Linked DNA regions of Sus scrofa: region 2 is linked to region 1. Evidence: chromatin contacts called from public HiChIP or PLAC-seq data. All regions are on one chromosome and are shown on one strand. Each heading gives the region's core, a stretch centred on a gene start, on an enhancer-like site or on the middle of the called end of the contact. The rest is flanking DNA. Distances are from core to core; before and after follow the strand shown.

Region 1 (4,395 bases), core at 171-2,670:
CATCGTCAATGCTGAAGATGGGTATAGATTAGGAGAAAATATTTCCAATGTCTAAAACTGACAAAGGATTACATTTACAAGAGATTGAATATAGGAGGAACTACTGCAAATCTGCAAGAAAAACAAAACACAAAATAAAAATAGGCAAAGAATATGAATATGTAAAATCTAAAGGGAAAACCAGAATAGCTAATAAGTATATTACCACTAGTAATTAGAGAAATGAAATCAAAGCATTAATGAGTTTCTACTTTGTATCTATTAGCAAAAATAAGCAAGAGACTGAATTCTCATGGGGAATGAAAACTCATGGGGAATGTCAACTGGTGTATTCATTTTGGAGAACAAATGGACAACATTTAGTTGAAAATAATATCTGGGATGCAGTGTTGCAGATTTTTTTAGAGAATTACTCTGGAGCTATACCGAGTTTGAAATCCAGGTATGTCTTTTATTAACCGTGTGACCTTGGTAAGCCACTTAACTTCTCTGTGTTCTAGTTTCTTCATCTTTGAAGTGGAGATGATATTACCTACGTCATAGGTTTATTGCGAGCTTAGAACAGTGCCTGGCATGTAGTACATGTCATGGAATTGTTAGCTATTATTATTATTGTCTTCCTCATCATCAAATGTTGATAGCAGTTTTGATCAGCTTCCAAGATGACCCCCAATGATCCCTGACTTGTGGTATTTTAGCCCTTGTGTAGTTCCCTCCTTCAGTGAATAGGGCTGACTTATGTAACCAGTAGGAGGTAGTGGAAATGTGTGACTTCTGAGTCTGAGTCCTAAAAGACACGGAAGCATCTGCCTTGTACTCTCTTGGATCACTTGCTCTGGAAGAAGCCGGCTACTGTGTCATGAGGACACTCCAGCGGCCCTCTGGAGAGGCCTATGCAGAAAGGAACTGAGGCCTCTTACCAACAGACACATCGTGTTACCAGCCATGTGAGTGAGCCACCTTGAAAGTGGATCCTTTAGCTCTATTCAACCCTTTAGATGTGTGCAGCCCATGGCCACAACCTCATGAGAGGTCCTGAGCCAGAGTTACCCAGCTCTGAATTCTTGACCCAAAGAAACTGAGATAATAGGTATTTATTATTTTTTAATGACTTGAGATATAATTTACATACTGTGTAGTATATATCAGTACTACATTCCTGTTTATGGATGAGTAATATTCCTTTGTATGGATCTACCACATTTTATTTATCCATGCATCTGTTGATAGACATTTGAGTTGTTTCTGCTTTTGGGCTATTGTGAATAATGCTGCTGTGAACATTTACATACAAGTTTTTGTATGGACATATGTTGTCATTTTTCTTGAAATAGAATTACTGGGTCATATGGTACCTCCATGTTTTACTTTTTGAGGAACTACCAAACTTCTAAAGCAGTGTATGAGAGTTCCGGTTTCTCAACATCCTTGCCAATACTTGTTATTATCTGACTTCTTGATTATAGTTACCCTAGTGGTCTGAAGTGGTATACCATTGTGGTTTTGATTTGCATTTCCCTAATGCCTGATGTTGTTGAACATCTTTATGTGTCATCTTTGGAGAAATGTTTATTCAAATCCTTTGCTCATTTTTCAGTTGGGTTGTCATACATATACACACATACATACACTTATGTAGAAATCTTTATTCTGGTAACAGGGCTCTTATCAGATATATGATTTGCAAATATTTCCTCTCATTCTATGAGTGTCATTAAGCTGTTAAGTTTTTTTGTTTTTTTTTTTGTTTGTTTGTTTGTTTTTGGTCTTTTTTTTTTTTGTCTTTTTGCCATTTCTTGGGCCGCTCCTGCGGCATATGAAGGTTCCCAGGCTAGGGGTCGAATTGGAGCTATAACTGCCGGCCTATGCCAGAGCCACAGCAACGCGGGATCCAAGCCGCATCTGCAACCTACACCACAGCTCAGGGCAATGCCGTATCCTTAACCCACTGAGCAAGGCCAGGGATCGAACCCGCAACCTCCTGGTTCCTAGTCAGATTTGTTAACCACTGAGCCACGATGGGAACTCCCTAAGCTGTTAAGTTTTGAAGTCGTTTGTTATACAGCCATAGATAACAAATGCATTAAGTTTGTAGACACCCTTCATCAAAGCAGTTCCTCTTTTGGCTTTATCCTTCAGAGGAACTTTCACAGACCCACAAGGAGTTACATATAAGGATGTTTATCTATATATAGTTTGGGTAGCAAGAAGCTGAAAACAACTTAGATGCCTGTTCCTAACGGGTTTGATAAGTAAAATGTGGTATATACATATGATGGGATATTTTAAAGAACAGTCAGTTGTAGGCTGTTAGGAACTTAGTGACATGATAGACTTCAGGTAAGGAAAATAAGGAATTAGGAAATTTGCAGCAAAAATCGGCCAAGTAAATTGAACACAGAAAGCAACAGAAGCATGTCTAAAGGAGGATATATACTATGCCTCATTAGAATAGGGTCTGTGGGAGGAAACAGAATGGGAATAGAATGAGGAGTGGAGGAGGAAAAGGCAAACAAAAGAGAGGCCTTGCATGGATGAATGAGCTAGTGTCCCCCAACTCAGGCATGTGATCCATTCAGTTCTTTGCACTTGCGGCTCTATGCACAGATCCAGAAACAAGATCTTGCTCTAAGGAATTGACATTTATTACCTGTATTAGTTGGGGTAGGCTAAACTGCTATGACAGCCCCCAAATGGACTGGCTTGCCACAGTGGAAGTCTTTTTTCCTTCCCTCACTCATGTACAGGGTAGTTTTGGTTTGTGGCAGAGGGAAGGGGATACTCTACTCCATACAGTTGTTTAGGGACCAGGCTGATGCCAACATTAACATGGCTTCCGAGTTTGCTTTGGGCATTGCCCTTTTGGTGAGCTGAACAGAGATTGGAGGGTACTTGTTCAGCTGGTTGCACACTGCTACTCACATTCTGTTAGCTAGAACTTAGTTTCATGGCTACCCCTTAATGCAAAGGAGCACACCCAGGAAAAATGGAAAAATGTTGTTGGAACAGCTATCCTCTCTGCTGCAGTCCTGAAGAAAGACTGTCTGCCCCCCATCATTTGAGACGTACATGGATTTTGAAATAATTTTGAGATCTGAAAATCCAGAGGACTCCATTCTCTAACTGGAGAGTCTCAGCTGGAGTCACTGCCAGGTTAGGGTTATCTTCTCCCTAATTGGCCAGTGGCTGTCAGAGGTGAGCTGAGGTAGAGAGATGAAAGGTAGACAAACTGTGTCTAGAATCAGCATTTGTGAGAGGAAGGTGCTTTTAGAGAGGAAATAGCTCAGAAAGTAAACTTGAAGTTTCTATAGTTATCATGTAGCAGACTTGGGACTAGAACCTAGTGTTCTACTTGGCTTTACACTGCCTATCTGGTCCTTTGGCTCCTTGGTGTAAACATTTTTTAAAAAGGCCCAAGGTTAGAACATGTGGTGAAACTGATAAAATCCAAATAAAGGCTGGAGTTTAGTTCATAGAGTTATGCCATTGTTAATCTTTTAGTTTTGAAAATATATGTTGTTAAGTTAACAGTCAAGAAATTTGGATGAAGAGTAATGAGGCTCCCTGTATTGCCTTTACAACTTTCTGCAAGTCTAAAAATTTTCCAAGATAAAAAGGTTATTATTATTATTTTTAACGGCCCCAGGAAATATAGGCTCTGGACACTGGGTACTACTCTGAGTTACTACCTTTGAGTTTATACTTCTGTAAGCTATGTCAAAGCTAGTCCCTTTCCTATGAATAGCAGTGAGTACATTCAACTTCTAACCTATCGTCACATCTCTTGTACACAGCTGGCTTTTATTTCCATATGGGCTCAGGTTTTAACTTCATTTTTGTGGGTCCCTACACTGTTTCTTAGGAAGAACTCACTTTAAGAGGCTGTTATGGACTGAATGATGGATCCCCCAAATTCATTTGTTGAAATCCTAGTTCCCAAGTCAGTGGTGTTAGGAGGCAGGACCTTCGGGAGGTGATTAGGTCATGAGGGTGGAGTCCTCATGAAATGGATTAGTGCCCTTGTGAAAGGAACCCAGGAAAGATTTCTTGCTTTTTTTTGGTTGTGTGAGAACACTGCGAGAAGCTAGCTGGCTGTGATCTAGGAAACTGGCGCTCCCCAGACACCAAGTCTCCTGGTGCCTGGATCTTAGAAAACGTAGTTTCCAGAACTGTAAGAAATAAATATTTGTCCTTGAAGTCACACTGTCTATGGTATTTTGTTGTAACAGCCTGAAGGGACTAACAGAGGCTCAGGTACTTTGAAAATCTTAAGCCATTTTTTTCCTTAGCAAAAGAATTTATTACCTAGTTTCAAGCAGCGACTGAGGTGGAGGGGAAGCAGATAGATTCAATTCCAGGTAAGCTTTGTGTTTAGTGGGCATTAGTGAAAGTTTG
Region 2 (4,310 bases), core at 1,467-3,966, 340 kb before region 1:
TCACTCCATGGGTTAAAGGATCCAGCATTGCCATTAGCTGTGGTGTAAGTCACAGACGCGGCTTGGGTCTGGTGTTGCTGTGGCTGTGGCTGTGGCCGGCAGCTATAGCTCCAATTCTACCCCTAGCCTGGGATCTTCCATATGTCATGAGTGTCGCCCTAAAAAGACAGGAAAAAAAAAAACAACAAAAAACCTGGTAGGGAAGATCTCAGGTTCCAGAGGTAGGGTGCCTGGGTTTGAATCCTCATTCTACTACTTTCTAGCACTATGACTGTAGCAGGTTTCCTTAATTCTTCTGTGCCTCATTTTCCTTATCTGCAAAATGAGAATATAATATACAGGGTTCCTTAAGGCTTGTTGAGGATTAGGTAAATTGATTTATGTAAACTGCTTAGCATAGTGCCTGGCACATTGTTGTTATTGACTGTGAGTTCCTCCCCAAACTTAACTCAGTCCTTCGTATTCAATAAATAATTAAAAGCACACATCTAAGCTGTTTTCCCCTTTCCCCCCCCCGGATGATCATCGTGGATCACCCCCTACCTAATTTTCTATGTTCTTCTCACCAAAGAGGACTTTTAAGGGAGATCTGCAGCAAGTCTTTGTCCAAGTCTCAATAGGATATACCACCTACTGGCCTCAATCCATATAGGCACAGAGCTTAAATCACATAATTCACAGCATACACATTCTGGTCATTATTAGGGACAAGAGTGAACTTCCTCTTCTCTTGGGAAGTTAGACCAATGCTCCATTTTCTAGTTTCTCCCCAGAGGCTTCTTCATTTTTGACAACCTCCAGAGAGCAGCAGAAGTTGCCGTACTTGATGTTCAAATGGAACTCCGTGAGTGGAGGAGAGGATGTAAAGTCACTCTGAGAATGGGGTGCTGCTTCTGCAGTCCCCAGAGCAAAAGATTTTTTCCCTTGCCTTACCAGCCAGCTAACTATCCTGGTGAGAACTTTATCTCCCCCTCTCTCCAGGGAGATGGTAAAACTGGGACCCTGGGCACCAAAAGTTAATGTACAGTCCCAGCTAGAGGCAGGAGAGTCGAGTGGAAGTGTAAGAGAGGCTGGCCACATGCCATCATTTATCTGGGATTAAATAAGCTCGACCAGCGAAAGCGCTTAAACCAGTGCACGAAGCTGAGGACCACTTCATCCTCATCCTTATTTGCTAGTAAAGGAGCCAATTAGTGTTAATTGTGTTAGCAATTTGGAACAGCCACCAGGGAATTGATCCAAGGCAGTGTGGAATGACCTCTCTGTCCCGTCCTAGTCCCAGCTATTACTCATAGTCCGATGGGGAATCAGAGAGCTAGTAAATATCTTTGGTTCAGAGAAAGTAAATAGGCGCTCTGCTTCTCACACATTCACAGGGTCCTGGGTGTCAGCTTTTAATAGCGTACAGGCAGTGACCTGACAACACACTTTTGCCTTTGAGAGAGACGCAGATGTGGAGGGATCAGGACTGGACTGAAGGAATACATTTTAACATTGGTGTTCATGGTCTCCCCACCCCCCAACCGTCAACCTGCCAAGACCACCTTGTTTTTGAAAGCTCAGTCTCCTACCCCTCCCGGGCCCCAACTGAAGCTGTTAAAGCCAATCTAGTTAATAAAGGGAGCCAGGAAGTGAGGGTATGGGGAACTTGGGAGCTAGTGAAAGCTCTGGAGGGAAACGGATAGAAGATAAAAGATGAGGGAAGAAAAACATATATGAGATTTACTGTTGGAATTATACATTTGATCACCTTTAACGTCCTTGGAGAGTCGCTAGTAAGGGTGAAATTTTAATTTTATTATTTACTTATTTATTTCGCCCAACAGACCGGATTGTCTTTAACCATGACGTGACTCACTGGACAATGCCACCACTGCTTCATCAGGGTTATACAAGTGACAGAAATAGGGCGCAGGCACTTTGACAGTCATCTAGCTATAGAATTGTTCAGAGACAGGGTGGGAGGAAGGAAAATGACCTCCCTGCTTGGGTCCTCACCCACCCAACGACTGGAATGCGTGTTTGGGCTGGTTTCTCCGCCCTTGAACACACAAATCCTAGTTTCCCAATTCCTCTCTATTCGGTGACAATTAGATTGGTTGTACTGGGTGAGCTGGGTTTTGTAAGAGGTAGGAATTTTACTGAAGAATTCCCCTGTCTCTACCGACTTGGGTACAGTTGCTTCAATACTGTAGCTATTCCTGCCTTTGGGGCCTCAAGGGCTAAAATGGGACAGTGCTAATATTTTTGGTGATGAGGAAATATTTTGTTTTAAGGAGGCTGAGTGATTGCTGAACTGGGACAGAGGTCATAGTCGGGGTCACATTAGCGGTTCCAGGGGGATCGAGGGCAGGCTTTGGGTCGGGCAAAAGCACCCCCTCAACTCGGGCAATGCTGCGGCGGCTTGGAACCCGCTGGCACACTTGCGGTGCCCACTGTCTCCTCCCGGGAGGGGGGCACCCGGGAGCCGGCGCCGGAGGAACCCGGCCCACGCGGGAAGGTCGAGCTCGCCGGTGAGGTCACGGTTGCCATGGCTCTGGGCAGTGACGCGCGTCGGCACGTGACCAACGGTTGCCATGGCGCCGGGCCCAGGCGGCGCGGGCGCTCCGCCTCCCGGAGTGACGTCCGCCGCTCCCCCTCCTTTTCCCGCCCCCCTGCTCCCTCCACCCCCCTCGCCGGCTACCCGCGGCCCCGGAGGTTTCACTGCACAACAAGATGGCGGCGGCGGCGGCGAGCGGAGCTGGCGGGGCTGCCGGGGCCGGAGCTGGGGGAGCCGGGCCAGCAGGTCGCCTGCTGCCTCCGCCCGCCCCGGGGCCCCCGGCCGCCCCCGCTGCAGTGCCCCCGGCGGCTGGCCCGCCGCGTCCTCCAGCCCCGGCCTCCCGCGGGCCGGTGCCTGCCCGCATCGGCTACTACGAGATCGACCGCACCATCGGCAAGGGCAACTTCGCTGTGGTCAAGAGGGCCACGCACCTCGTCACCAAGGCCAAGGTAGTGGCGCTGGGGGGACCGGGCGGCGGGGAAGCTGCGCGGCCCGGGACCGTCCAAGTGTGGCGGGGGCAGGAGAGCCCCGCGACACGGAGGCTGAGGGGTCGGCGCGGCGAGCGGGGCTCTGGAAATTGGAGAGCGTTGGGGACCGGGAAAACGGGTAGGGGGCTGCCGGGCGGGAGTGAGGAGAGGGCGAGCAGAAGGTGGGGGACACCGGGGTACCCAGGAGAGGGTAACTGCACGGCAAGGGGACGCAGGGAGCCAGTGATCACGGGGACCTGGGGAACTAGGGAGCCGGGGTTGGGGAGGGGGCTCCGAGAGCTGTACGGAGGATAGTAGAAGGGATGATTGGAAGGAAGAGGTTTGGAACTCTCCCGGAGCCTGGAGACAGTAAGCTAAGAAGACTCTGGAACCAGCAATTAGGAAATCCTAAGGGAATGAAGGCAGGGGAATAGGAAATGTGGACCAAGAGATGGGGGAAAACAAGGGTAAAACTGGCAGACGTGGGATGACGAGGGGGACCCACGATGGCTGGGACATATACTGGGGGTATGTGGTGGGCGCAGGGGGGGGGCGCTGGGAGATATGAGGGACCTGGTACCTTATGACAGAGGCAACAGTCAGCATTTGGTCGTCCAAGACTGATAGGTGGTGGGAATGAGGGTCTGAGGACAGATAAGATTATTGGAGGAGGAGATGAAAAAAACTGGGAAATAAGGAGGAAAAAATTACTTTGCTTTTCCACAGGAAGGGGATCAGGGAACAGAGGCGGTGGTGGCGGTGTGTCCTAGGTTTATGGTGGCACTAGGTATTTAGGGGTTAAACAATTTGGGAACGCTGGATTGCTGGTTATATTTAGTTGTTGGAGGGTCCCGGATTGTGAGCTTTATAGAACCCAGGGAGGGCTCTGAGTGATGAGGGGAAAGGCTGGTGACTGAGGAGGTGTATGAGGAACCCACTCATTGGGCCCTTTGGTTCCCAAGGGATTTGTGGGGCTGTAGTGGTGAAGTTGGCCAAGGTCAATTAGGAAGCCATATCCATACCCATAGAAAATTCATTTTTGGAGGAAATATCTTTAGCACTTTTCTGTGGTCTTCATTGGGAGTATTGGAATCATCAGGAGGAATTGTTTGGTTTTAGGACGCACAAAGCCCATTTGTACTCCAAATCTCTTCCTTCGCTTCACCTCTCACTTGAATGAATACTTTCAGTGTAGTCATTCATTATATTTTAAAACTGCAATTTGTGTTTCCCTCAACCTGAGTAGGGAAGAACCCGGAGAGCTCCTTCTTCCTATCAAAGCCACGTCAGTTTCCCCTCACCTC

Evidence for each region. HiChIP or PLAC-seq counts read pairs in DNA pulled down with a chosen protein or histone mark.
Region 2: a contact with region 1 is called in an H3K27ac HiChIP or PLAC-seq map of alveolar macrophages. The contact joins the promoter of SIK3 here to the enhancer-like site in region 1. A contact is called at or near these places in 3 of 5 promoter capture datasets (fetal liver and liver), 5 of 47 Hi-C or Micro-C datasets (embryonic fibroblasts, epiblast stem cells, fetal liver and 2 more) and 2 of 2 datasets of contacts at active chromatin or transcription factors (alveolar macrophages and skeletal muscle).

The regions. Positions count from the first base shown.
Region 1 is chr9:44,130,341-44,134,735 of Sscrofa11.1, reverse strand. All of the region lies in intron 9 of BUD13 (BUD13 homolog), which reads left to right. Among named protein-coding and RNA genes, the nearest start is that of BUD13, 33 kb to the left of the region's middle. Within about 2 kb of position 1,420, at least 2 of the 83 cell types and tissues checked have an H3K27ac peak or open chromatin away from gene starts, as enhancers often do. A contact at or near this core is called in alveolar macrophages, where this site is marked.
Region 2 is chr9:44,470,095-44,474,404 of Sscrofa11.1, reverse strand. SIK3 (serine/threonine-protein kinase SIK3) reads left to right here and starts at 2,716. Exons shown (of 25, transcript XM_021062877.1): 1 at 2,716-2,988. The coding sequence starts at 2,716.